Linked DNA regions of Mus musculus: all the other regions are linked to region 3. Evidence: chromatin contacts called from public HiChIP or PLAC-seq and Micro-C data. All regions are on one chromosome and are shown on one strand. The core of a region is the stretch at or near the end of the contact, and the rest is flanking DNA. Distances in the headings are between cores, read along the strand shown.

Evidence for each region. A called contact is a pair of places that touch in the nucleus more often than the background predicts. HiChIP or PLAC-seq counts read pairs in DNA pulled down with a chosen protein or histone mark.
Region 1: an H3K27ac HiChIP or PLAC-seq map of large pre-B cells shows a contact between it and region 3, with 3 times the contacts expected there. The contact joins two enhancer-like sites.
Region 2: an H3K27ac HiChIP or PLAC-seq map of microglia shows a contact between it and region 3, with 4 times the contacts expected there. The contact joins two enhancer-like sites.
Region 4: a contact with region 3 is called in a Micro-C map of the G1E-ER4 cell line. The contact joins two enhancer-like sites. A contact is called at or near these places in 3 of 484 Hi-C or Micro-C datasets (all in the G1E-ER4 cell line) and 2 of 115 datasets of contacts at active chromatin or transcription factors (astrocytes and memory CD8 T cells).

Annotation. Positions count from the first base shown.
Region 1 is chr2:166,491,091-166,493,900 of GRCm38.p6, reverse strand. No RefSeq gene overlaps it. Among named protein-coding and RNA genes, the nearest start is that of Gm30908, 21 kb to the right of the region's middle. Within about 2 kb of position 1,535, at least 77 of the 459 cell types and tissues checked have an H3K27ac peak or open chromatin away from gene starts, as enhancers often do.
Region 2 is chr2:166,744,656-166,747,355 of GRCm38.p6, reverse strand. No RefSeq gene overlaps it. Among named protein-coding and RNA genes, the nearest start is that of Gm31117, 20 kb to the left of the region's middle. Within about 2 kb of position 1,360, at least 89 of the 459 cell types and tissues checked have an H3K27ac peak or open chromatin away from gene starts, as enhancers often do. A contact at or near this core is called in microglia, where this site is marked.
Region 3 is chr2:165,791,931-165,794,709 of GRCm38.p6, reverse strand. It overlaps Zmynd8 (zinc finger, MYND-type containing 8), which reads left to right. Exons shown (of 23, transcript NM_001363020.1): 19 at 76-315; 20 at 1,743-1,906; 21 at 2,739-2,779. Among named protein-coding and RNA genes, the nearest start is that of Gm29993, 62 kb to the right of the region's middle. Within about 2 kb of position 1,324, at least 95 of the 459 cell types and tissues checked have an H3K27ac peak or open chromatin away from gene starts, as enhancers often do. A contact at or near this core is called in the G1E-ER4 cell line, memory CD8 T cells and microglia, where this site is marked.
Region 4 is chr2:166,664,295-166,667,203 of GRCm38.p6, reverse strand. All of the region lies in intron 1 of Prex1 (phosphatidylinositol-3,4,5-trisphosphate-dependent Rac exchange factor 1), which reads left to right. Among named protein-coding and RNA genes, the nearest start is that of Gm50596, 37 kb to the left of the region's middle. Within about 2 kb of position 1,388, at least 64 of the 459 cell types and tissues checked have an H3K27ac peak or open chromatin away from gene starts, as enhancers often do. A contact at or near this core is called in the G1E-ER4 cell line and memory CD8 T cells, where this site is marked.

The DNA of each region.
Region 1 (2,810 bases), core at 286-2,785, 700 kb before region 3:
CCCTGTCTCATCACACCCTTGTGTGTGTGGGGTCTGGGTTAAAGCCTTTGGCTTGTCAGGAACAGGGACTCTAACATATTTAAGTCTGGAAATGAGAAGGGATTGGCCTCAGGCCGACTTGAATCCCAGCGTCACACTTGCATTAGGCTTTAACCCCTGGGTACTCGGCTTGTTCAGTCTTTCCTGTTGTCCTCCCCCAAGGCTCAGGGGACACTGCGAAAGGAGGGGTGGAAAGCAGGTAAGAGTCAGAGGACAGATGGGAGCAGCAAGAAAGGCTCGCTGCCAGCCATGACATGGTGGCACAAGAAGGGGCTTGTGGGGTCCCACCCTCCCTGAGGAGAGTGGTTGATGGGCATAGCCACCTGTAGAGTCTAAATAACCCATCATTTATGTCCTGTAAGCGACACTAATACAACTCATTGGGGCACACACACACACACACACACACACACACACACACGCCATGAAAGTTGGAGGGGAGAGTTGGGAAGAGGAAGGGGATTAATTAATGAGAGTGGGAGGGAACAAGAGAGGGTAATGGGGTGAACATGACTGAAACGCATCGTGCACATGCGTGACCAGACCAGAAGGAACCCATTAACACTGTGATTAATTAATAGATGCTGATAAAACCCTTTAGGGAAGGAAGAAAAATAAGTCATCTTGATTGGACCAGCTCGGGTCAGGTGACAACCACCAGCTCAGTCACTGCAGCCAGGAGCATAAGGACCACGTGGAACGCACTTCCTGTCTCATGACCGAGTGGGAGATCACTGCAGCCAGGAGCATAAGGACCTCGTGGAACGCACCTCGTGTCTCATGACCGAGTGGGAGGAGGAGCCCCACAGACTACTGCGTCCACCCAGGCGTTGCCAACGTTGACCTCGTAATAGGGAACCTTGGATAGAGAAGGACTGGCCTCTCAGCAGACCAAGGCAACTAGAGAGCTGTCAGCTGGACAGAAGAAGGGCAGAGGTAGGGGGGTGGGGGTCAAAGAGGCCACAGGACATTCTCACCCAGACTGGCCATCTCCTTCCCCACACGACCCTGTAGTTCAACTTTCATCTTCTCACAACAGAGATTATGACATTTAAAAAGATAATTTTTGCTAAAAGGCAAAAATCAACTGAGACCCCCCCCCCATCTGGATTAGCAGAGTGACTGCGTCGGCCGCCTCACTGGAGCTGAAGAAAGACAGCAAAGCCCTGCGGACACAGCTGCTTTCTCGCCTCGTGGCCTCTTTCCACACTTGGCATCTCTTATGATTTATGATTTATGAAAAACAGATTAAAGTTCAAGGATCAGGAGTACATCCTGCTGTGAGTGACCTGGGCTCAGGGGCCAGAAGCTAAAGCTGTGCTGTGTCCCGTGAGCCCGGTGCTAAGGGGAGCATGTGCCCATCCATTTCCTCGTGCTGACTCCCCGAGGCCGCTATTTTCTGGGTATCTCGTGGAACAAGATAGTAGTGCTAGCTCCTGTCGTGATGCCTGCTCTCCAGCAGCAGGACAAGGGAGAGAAGAAGCCAGTTGGGGCACCACAGTTGTTTTTTGTTTTTGTTTTTTTTTAAATCTTTCCATGACTCTCATTTCAAACCACACTTGCTTTGCTGTATTCAATGTTTCGAGCCGTGATTAACTCTTGATGATAAAGATAATTACAATAATAGTTCCTACTGATGGCTTATGTGTGGGTTGTTGTTGTTTGAGTGTGAAACGCTTCTCACAGGCTCACTGCTCAAAGCTTGGTCACCAGCTGATCGTGGAGCCTTCAGGGGATGGAGCCTTGCTGAAGGAAGTGGGCCACTGGGGGAGGGCTTTGAGGTTTCACAGCTTAGTCCCACTTCCGGGCAGCAGAGCTAATGTGACCAGCAGACTTCCTGCCTCTGCCACCGCGCCTATGACGCAGTCTGTCACCTTGAACAGAGCAGAACAGATCTTTCATTCCTTAAACTGCTTCTCCTTGGGTATTTTGTCATAGCAATGGGAAAATGGCTACCACCCAGGTATAATCATGTGTTCCCCACAGTCAGTCCCCACAATGACCCCTCACAGTGGGCTGAATAATGTTCCCCAAGATGTCCACGTCTGGTCTCTTTAACCTATGTACTGTGTACCTTGGCATGGTAAAAGCTATGCCTCAGAGGTGACTAGACTAAGGCCCTTGGTTGGAGATATCATGATTATTCTGGCGGGATCACTGCAATTCCAAGAGTCCTCATGTGAGGAAGGCAGGAGATCAAAGGTCAGAGATCAGAGGTCAGGCAAGACTGTGACTGTGGCTTTGAAGATGGGGGAGGTGGAGTTAACAGGTGCTGCTGGCCTCTGGACGCTGGAAAGGCAGAGCTCTGCGTCCTCTAGGAGAGCAGTTTGGACCTTTTGAGGTCTCTTCATGACTGTGATAACGAGCATGTGTTGTTTAGCCATTGTTTGTAACAACCTATTAGGGCAGCCTTGGCAAATGAGCACCCCGGTTGTATATATAGTGTTACCTTTCCATTAGCAAAGGAGGAAACTGAGGCACAGAGAGAGTAAGTAACCTGCCTAAGGCCACATAGCTCCATGTTACAGGAGCAGTCTTTGTCAGGGCCCAGGTAGGCTTGCTCAGCAGTTCAGCCTCATGGCCGACATTGCCCCATGGATGGTGGACACTGCTTATAGGGGTCAGCTCAGATTTTGTGCTTAGATCTCGGGATCCAGTCTTTTGGAAAATTTCAAGCGTACATGAACGCAAAGGCTAAGATAATGAAAGCCAGGCCCCTGTCAGTCACACTTTCCACACCCGGCCTGGCCTGCTCCTGCTGCAACCAGCTC
Region 2 (2,700 bases), core at 111-2,610, 950 kb before region 3:
CACCTTAGTATATTTTTGGTTTTGGGTTTGAGACAGGGTTTCTCTGTGTAGTCCTGGCTGTCCTGGAACTCACTTTATAGACCAAGCTGGCCTCGAACTCGGAGATCCGCCTCCCTCTGCCTCCCAAGTGCTGGGATTAAAGGTGTGTGCCACCATCGCCCACCTAACTTTTTGAGACAGGGTCTCCCACTGAATCAAGACCTCTCTGATTCCACCAGGCTGCTGGTCAGAGCACAGGAGACCTGCCTGCCTCTGCCTTTCAGCACTGGGCTTACAGACATCCATTTCTGCACTCACCTTTTACGTGAGCTCTGGGACCCTCGCACTTACAAGGCAAGCAGTTTGCCCACTAAGCCGTCTCCCAATACTACCACTTTAAAGTTAGCATCTGTTGTGTCTGGCCAGTAGATCACAACCTGGGTTCTAGTCTGGAAAGGCATTTTGGAAACCTGGAAGAGAAGAGGGGCTGGGCTGCGCGAGATAAGGAAGGAACCAAGACAAAAGTCTCTGCTCAAGGTTTAATTTTTACTATTTCGGCACTCCGTTAAGAAGGAAGGGGGAGGGGCCCAATTCCCGCCAAATAATCTTGGAGTCCAGTAGCAGGGTGATCACGTGATGGCTCCAAACAGCAAAGCAGCACGTTCCAGCAGTGGGCGTGGCAGAATGATTGAGCGGGAAGCTCCACCCCTGAGCAAGCAGGTTTCAGGCTGGGGGAGGGGAGACTACAAGCATCCAACGACATTAGGTGTTGGGCAGCACTGTCCAGAGCTTTCTCTCTGTCTTCTACTCCTGGAATACCTCATCAAAACCAGAATTCTACTTATTAACTCCAAGCCCTGGCTGTTGGTCTCCAGCCGAGTCTGCATGTCATCCGCTGCCTGTGACTGAATTGTTTCACTTAACACTGTGCCTGCTGCTCTATCCACACTGTAAGCCTGTGTGAGGAGCTCCTTTCCTTTTCAAGGATGGCTAATATTCCCTCTTAGGTTCAGCACCCCACTTTGTTGATGGACCCTTGGGCGGTGTCTACTCTTTGCCTCTGCTTTCAACACTAGGGTCCAAATCTTTGCTCAGACGCCTGCTCTCAGTTCCCATGGGTATGCAAAATCCAGGTGTGTGTGTGTGTGTGTGTGTGTGTGTGTGTGTGCACGCATGCATGCGTGTTGTGTGTATGCATGCGTGTCTGTCATGTATGTGCGTGTGCGAGTGTGTTGTATATGTGCGTGCATTGCCAAATCAGCTCTATTTTTAAGTTTCTGAGGGCCTCTCCTGCCGTTTGGCTCTGCAGCTGCATGGCCTTGCCCTACCCCCACCCTGTCCCCCCTCCAACAGTGCATGAAGGTTCCTGTTCCTCCACTCTGTGCTCTGGGGTTTTCTCGAGGCAATGTTCCCCTTGAGTTCTTGGAGACAGAACCCAGGGCTTCCTGTATGGCAAGCTAGTGTGATACTAAACTACCCGCCCCCAGTGCTGCTGGCTTTTGTGGCAGTCAACCTAATGGGTGGGAGCCAAGCAAGCTCATTGGGTTCTTCAGGGGGCAATTCTTAGAGTTTGGGGGGGGGGAGAGTCATGGCTTGTATTGAAACCTGCCAGCAGGAAAAGTGCACATTGGTTTTGGTTTTATTTCTACCATAAGCAACTTCGTTGGATTGCGAAAATTCATTTAAAAAATCACCCATATTTCCTAATTTTTATTCTCATTTGAACTAGAGAGTTAAGTTATAGCTGTACCATGGCAGGGGTACACAGTAGGTGCTCAATAAATGTGTATATCAGGAAGGCTTCAGTTGCCCGAGTCTAAGAAAGATCACACCAAGGAAAGTGACAGGAAATGGCAGGTGACTCCAAGAGTCACCTAGGCACTGGGATGAGGATGTCTGGCTACCTTCAGTCTCACTCATGGGTCCTGTCTCACCTCAGAGACAGTGGTGAAGACATGAGGGCTCTGGCACTGGGCTCTAGGGACAGTGCAAACAGAGTCACCCACAAGGCTCTTCTCTCTCTCTCTCTCTCTCTCTCTCTCTCACACACACACACACACACTTTTAAAGACAGGGTCCTATGTAGCCCAGGCTGGCCTCTAACTCCTTGTGTGGTTGAAAATGTTTTTGGACTTCTATCTCTCCCTTTGCCTTCCCAGCGCAGTGAGTCCAGTCCCACGACACCACACTTCATTGACCTGAGAAACTTCATTTAAAACAAAAACAATCACCCACCATATTTCCCAATTTTTATTCTTGCCTGACTTAGAGTTAAGTTACAATTGTATTTGGTACTGTAGGAGAACACACAGTAGGTGCTCAATAAATGTGCATATCAGGAAGACTTTGGAGGCCTGAGTCTAAGAAAGATCACACCAAGGAAGGTGATGGGAAGTGGTGGGTTCTAGGAACAGAACCATATGTGGTTCTGGGAACGGAACCAAGGGCTTCACACACCCTTGCGAGCACCGACCACTGAGCCACATCCCCAGCCCCTGCCCTCACTGCTGTTCCCACTGCTCTGAGTATGGTGGGAGATGCAGACTTAACTGCTGGCGCCCACGCTATAGAGAGTGTGAACTCTCAGAAGCCCAGGTGAAGAGCTGCGGGGGTTTGAGGAGAGTGAGGAGGGCAGTGGATTTGTGGAAGTCAGCACTGAGTCACGGACAGCCCAGGCACAGCAGGAAGAGCCACAAACCACCAAGCCAAAGCAGGAATTTG
Region 3 (2,779 bases), core at 75-2,574:
TGTGAAGCTAGGGGTCTGATGCCCGGCGTCCTGTGCTGGGTCTGTGATGCAGCTAGTGTCCTCCTTCTCCACCAGAGTTGACCATGGCCGAGATGCGGCAGAGCCTGGAACAGGAGCGGGATCGGCTCATTGCCGAGGTGAAAAAGCAACTGGAGCTGGAGAAGCAGCAGGCGGTGGACGAGACCAAGAAGAAGCAGTGGTGTGCCAACTGCAAGAAGGAGGCCATTTTCTACTGCTGCTGGAACACCAGCTACTGTGACTACCCCTGTCAGCAGGCCCACTGGCCCGAGCACATGAAGTCCTGTACCCAGTCGGGTAATGTCTGGTCGCACACCTCAGGGGCTGCGTGGTGGGGCTTCCCAGCCAGGGTGCTAAAAAACACTTGCCCAGGCTCTTGCCACTTCTGTTCATAAACAACTGTTGCTCTGATATACAAGAGACGCAGATGTGAAGTTAAATCTCAAAACCTGGCAGTGTCTACAGCCTTCAGCAGCCAGATTAGTGGAGCTTTTGAGTGGTTGATCTAGTGCTGAGAGTGGTTCTGTGGTTCGTGTTCTCTCTCTCTCTCTCTCTCTCTCTCTCTCTCTCTCTCTCTCTCTCTCTCTCTCTCTCTCTCTCTCTCATGTCTACACTGTTTTGTCTGCATGGAGGCCAGAAGAGGCCACCAGATCTCATTACAGATGGTTGTGAGCTGGGAATTGAACTCAGGACCTCTGAAAGAGCAGCCAGTGTAGCGCTCTTAACCTCTGAGCCATCTCTCAGCCCCTAGAACCTCTTTGAGATGATAATGGTCCACTGCCTCAAACAGGATGCTATCCCAGTCCTTAGGTTAAGGAAGAGACCACCCCTGGATGTTCCTTGCTGTCTGGGGTTATCTGGGTGGGGAGTGGTTCTTTATGGTCAGTGTGCCCCACATTCGAGAATGTGTAATGTCAGAGACTAACCATATTGCAGAAGTACCTACACGGAGGCCTCTCCCAAATGAACATCACCAAACAACGATTGTCCAGTCAGTCTTGATAACCAACCAGTTAGTCTCCGGCAAACACACACCACCCGGGCTCTCCACATTCTCGAATGTGGGGCACACTGACCATAAAGACATTCCCCACACCACCCAGGTGGTGTGTGTTTGCCGGAGACTAACTGGTTGGTTATCAAGACCATAAGGAACCACTCCCCACCCAGATAACCCCAGACAGCAAGGAACATCCAGGGGTTGTCTCCTTTTAGATGCTAGCAGGAAACACCTGCTGTGGTTAGTCTCTGACATTACAAGCTGGACTTTCTTTGTGGTATGGTGACGTCTCTGTCTCTAACTCTTCTTCACCCAGAAGCTCTGTGCCCCTCTCAAAGGATGCTAGTCTCTCACTCTGCCTCAGCTGGGCTGAGGTGGATCTAGGCCTAGTGGAGGAGGTTGCAGGCTTCCTTGAACGGTGGTCACATCCTGGCTCCCCACAAGTTTCCTTTGATTGGAGAACATGTTCTCAGCAAAATGATGTAAAAATTGAATTGCTAAGTATGAAAAGGTCTATTTGCAAATAAAGTTTGGAGCTCTGGGTTTCAGAGTCGAAGGCCCATGCGAGATCTCTAAGTGGGTTTGGGAGAGATGGAGCCTGGCGAGGTTGAATTGGGACTGAGCTGTGGGGGCCTCGAGGGGTAGCCATTTGAAAGCTGGGCTCCTGGATGTTCACACACGGCTTGAAGCATCTCATGACTTTCTCGTTCTCTTTGGTCCCCAGCGACTGCCCCTCAGCAGGAAGCAGATGCCGAGGCAAGCACAGAAACAGGAAATAAGTCATCGCAGGGCAACTCCTCCAACACACAGTCAGCACCTTCAGAACCGGCCAGCGCCCCCAAAGAGAAAGAGGCGCCAGCGGAGAAGAGCAAGGACAGTAGTAACTCGGTGAGAATCCCCAAGCTGACAGTCGCCTTGTACCAAGGACCCTTTCCTGTATCTGCCACCACTGGATGCCCTTCACTGTTCCGGTTTATCTGGGTGGGGAATGGTTCTTTATGGCCAGTGTGCCCCCCATGCGAGAACACGGAGAGCCGGGCTGGTGTGTATGTGGGACCTTCAGTTGTTCTGTGGGGTTCCTCAAAGTTCAGAAGGGCGCCCCCCTGCGGAGGTAAAACAATGTCTCTTCTGGGGCCCTGGAAGCCACCAGCCACACGTCACTGACTAGAAGTGTGGCTGATGTGACCAAGGACCTGCTTATTTTAAAGTAACTTGGGATTGAAGTGGCCACGTGTGGCCAGTGCTGTTTCGATGGACCATAGGGCTCGAGCAGCTGCTTGCTTCCTGTGGGGTATGTGATAACAGTTGAATGCCTGGGCCATTTTAAGGGTCATGGTTACTGCTCTTTGCCTGCACTTGTAGCTGTGTATCTCAAGAGCCCAAATCATTAGATGGTCGGTAAAATACTATTGCCTCGGAAGAGACTTAACATGAAGTAAAAAGAGATTTTTGAGCAGTATATACCTTCTTTGCAAAGCAGGGTACTGGGTAGGTCTGGGGATGTAGTGGATGTAGGGGAAGCCAAGGCGACAGGGATGAGTGGGGGACCATTCCAATGCTTTGTTCTGGCCTTTCGGATCTGGTATACAGTGTGTGGCCGTCCACCTGCCCTGGCTCTGGTCTGATCACCAGGTAGAGACCTCTAAGGGTGGGAGGAGTGGTGAGCCATCCTGTGATTCCCTGGGGTTCTATGGTTTCATCTTTTTGTTTATATTTCTAGACCCTGGATCTTTCCGGCTCCAGAGAGACGCCCTCCTCTAT
Region 4 (2,909 bases), core at 139-2,638, 870 kb before region 3:
CTTCAAGTTGTAGCTCTGTTTGGAAAAGCCCAGAGTGAGGTATGTTAAACAGATTTAACATTTAGAATTTGAAAATAGTAAAGATGGATGTTTTGGGTTAAGTGTGTGTGTGTGTGTGTGTGTGTGTGTGTGTGTGTGTACATGTATGGTGTGTATGCACATTACGTCACATGTGTGGAGTTCTTTCCCACCGCAGCCCACGTAGAGAGCAACTCTATCCTCCACAGACCTTCTGTGGCCTCTGAGGAGCCATGCTTTCAGGTCTGTTCCTCCTCCACAGCCACTCACTCATCTATTTCCCATGGCCCATAGTTTTGTCTTTTCTAGAAAATTAAAAATATATGCTTCACTGTAGACAATGTCGTGGGGACATAAAGGAGGCTGTGCACTGCACACAGGGGACTCACATGGTATACAGCTTTCTGAGTCCCAGCAGGTAGCACTTGGGGTTCAGCCGGGGTCTCCGTGTGTCAAGTGTGTTCCTTTTAGAGCTTACACCATCCCACGGTTCAACATTCACCCAAGGACACAGAGTCCCTCCTCATTGGCTGACCTGGACATCCGCTGTTAAGAGTGTATGCACTGTTTGCTTGTGAACATGAGTTCTCGTGTATCCAGAATAGACACCAGGAGTGGCGTTGTTAGGCTGTGTGGGCTCTGAGTGCTTAGCAGCGTGTGAAGTTGCAGGCGGCTTTGCAAAGGCGCCGGGTCACTTAAATTTCTCACCAGTGGGATCTGAGAGATTGGTGGTTCACATCCCTGACAACACTTGGTATTGTCGATTTGCCTTTTAAGCCATTCTGGCAGATGTACGTACATACGTGTGGAAGTGGCAGGTTGTGGTTTTCCTCAGCCTCTCCCTCACTGATGGCGCTGGATAGCTTTTCCTGTGCCTTCCTTCCACTCGTATATCTTCTTTGCACAGCTGTGTGTTCAAGGTTGACTTTTTATGATTTTCATGTTTCTGCTTATGTAGAACCTCTGGGCCTGATACTCACAGCCGGTGTCGTCTTGAGACCAGAGTAGCCGGGGCTGGTGAACTGGCTCAGTGGACAGAGGCGCTTGTCTCTAAGCCTTGTGACTGGAGTTGAAGCCCCAAGCTTCTGCCAGCTGTCCCCTGACTTCCACAGGAGCATCATTGCAGGCATTGCAGGCATGCTCCCTCCAAATGAAACTAATCAGCAAGATAAAAAAGTTACACTAGCCGTGTGACCCCCTGGATAAGGCCATCATGAGATCAGAGAGGGTCCTCAAACCCACCTCCAAGATTCTAGCTGTGGTTCCCTCCCCCTCTGCTGCTGCACATGATCTTGGGGTGCTACAATGCACAGAGAAGAGAGAGTGGTTGGGATGGGGACTCCTGTGGTCTAGTTTGTGTGAGTCACCATGCCGGCTGGGGTGGGGTTTTAGTATCCTCTGGCTGCTCAGGAGTCACCCGTGCTCTTGGAAGGAACCCTGATAAGGCCATTGGTTCACCAAGCTGGGCTTGGGATGGGAGGGGTTTCTTTGGTCTGTGGCTGCCTATCTGGAGTGATAGACATTTCTGTGTGAATCCCCAGGAGTCACATGAGAAACTAGTTTAAAGGTTGGTTTGCTTGGTTTCTTTTTTGGGGTTAGGGTTATAGCCTGGGCACACTTCCCTTGCCAGAATGTCATTCATACATAGTCCCCAAGCCCTCGCTTGTTTGTCCATTGTCTTACTGGGCCTTTCGCAGAACAGAACATGGCTTCTGTGCTGATTTAGCGCTTGTCTTCCTCTGTGCTTTTGAGCGTCAATTATAAGTGATGTTGATGTCACTTTGCTTAACCTCAAGCCAAAAGGTATTTTCCCCTTGTTTTCTCCCTCAAGTTTCATAGTTTTGAGATTTGTATTTAAATGTGTGTATGTATTGTGTGTGTGTATGTGTGTGTATGTATTGTGTGTATGTGTGAGTATGTATGTATGCAGTGTGAGCATATATTGTGTGCCATGTGTATGTGTGTAGTGGGTGTGGGGTATGTGTACATGTGTGTGCTGTATGTACATGTATTTGGGGGCATGCCTGCCTGTGTGTTACCTATGGAGGTCAGAGGTCAACTTTGATTATCTTAGTTTATTTCTCACCACCTCACTTTTTCAGAGAGAATCTTGTCACTGAATGTGAACCTTGCCATTGTGGATAGCTGGCTTGGTCATCGAGCCCCTGGGACCTGCCTGTCTACGCACCACAGTGCTAGGGTGATGGGTGTGTGCTCCCAGGCCTGGTATTTTACCTGAGCACCGTGGATCTGAACTCGAGTCCTCACTCTTGTGTAGGAATTGCTTCACTCGCTGAGTCACGCCCCTCGCCTGTGGGATCTGTCTAGAGCTTTGTTTTGTGTGAAGCCTGTCTTTGCAGGAGGCTTGAGACTCTGTACTTTGTGTTTGACTGCTGGGGTACTGTCGGCTGAAGACTGCCTTTCTCTGCTGACTTTCCTTCGCATCCTTTGCTTTAGCTGCATCCTGCCCTCGTGAGAGGCGCTTGCACGTCTGTTCATGTTCACAGACCCACGCCCTTCCCCTCGCACCGGGCGCCGGCATAATTATTATGACTTCACAGTCATTCTGAAGATTGGGCCGTGGGAGTCCCAATGTTCTTTCTCCAAACCGTTTCAGCTCTTCTAGTTTCTTTGCCTTCTTCTCTTAGGCATTTTTATAATATCAAGCAGCAAGGGGGTGGGGGTTGCAGTTGGAAAGTCCTCTGAAGAAGCTGCATGTTTGATTTCTCCGGTGGAAGCCCAGCTGCCGATGGATTGGAGATCGGTGGCCACCCTTTCAGATTAGTGTCTGCTGTCCCCACTGGTCCTTCTCCTTGTCCTTAGCCTGGCTGGCTTCTTTCTATCTCCAAACACACGGCTTCAGTAGGCATTGGTGTCCAAGTTCTGGAACT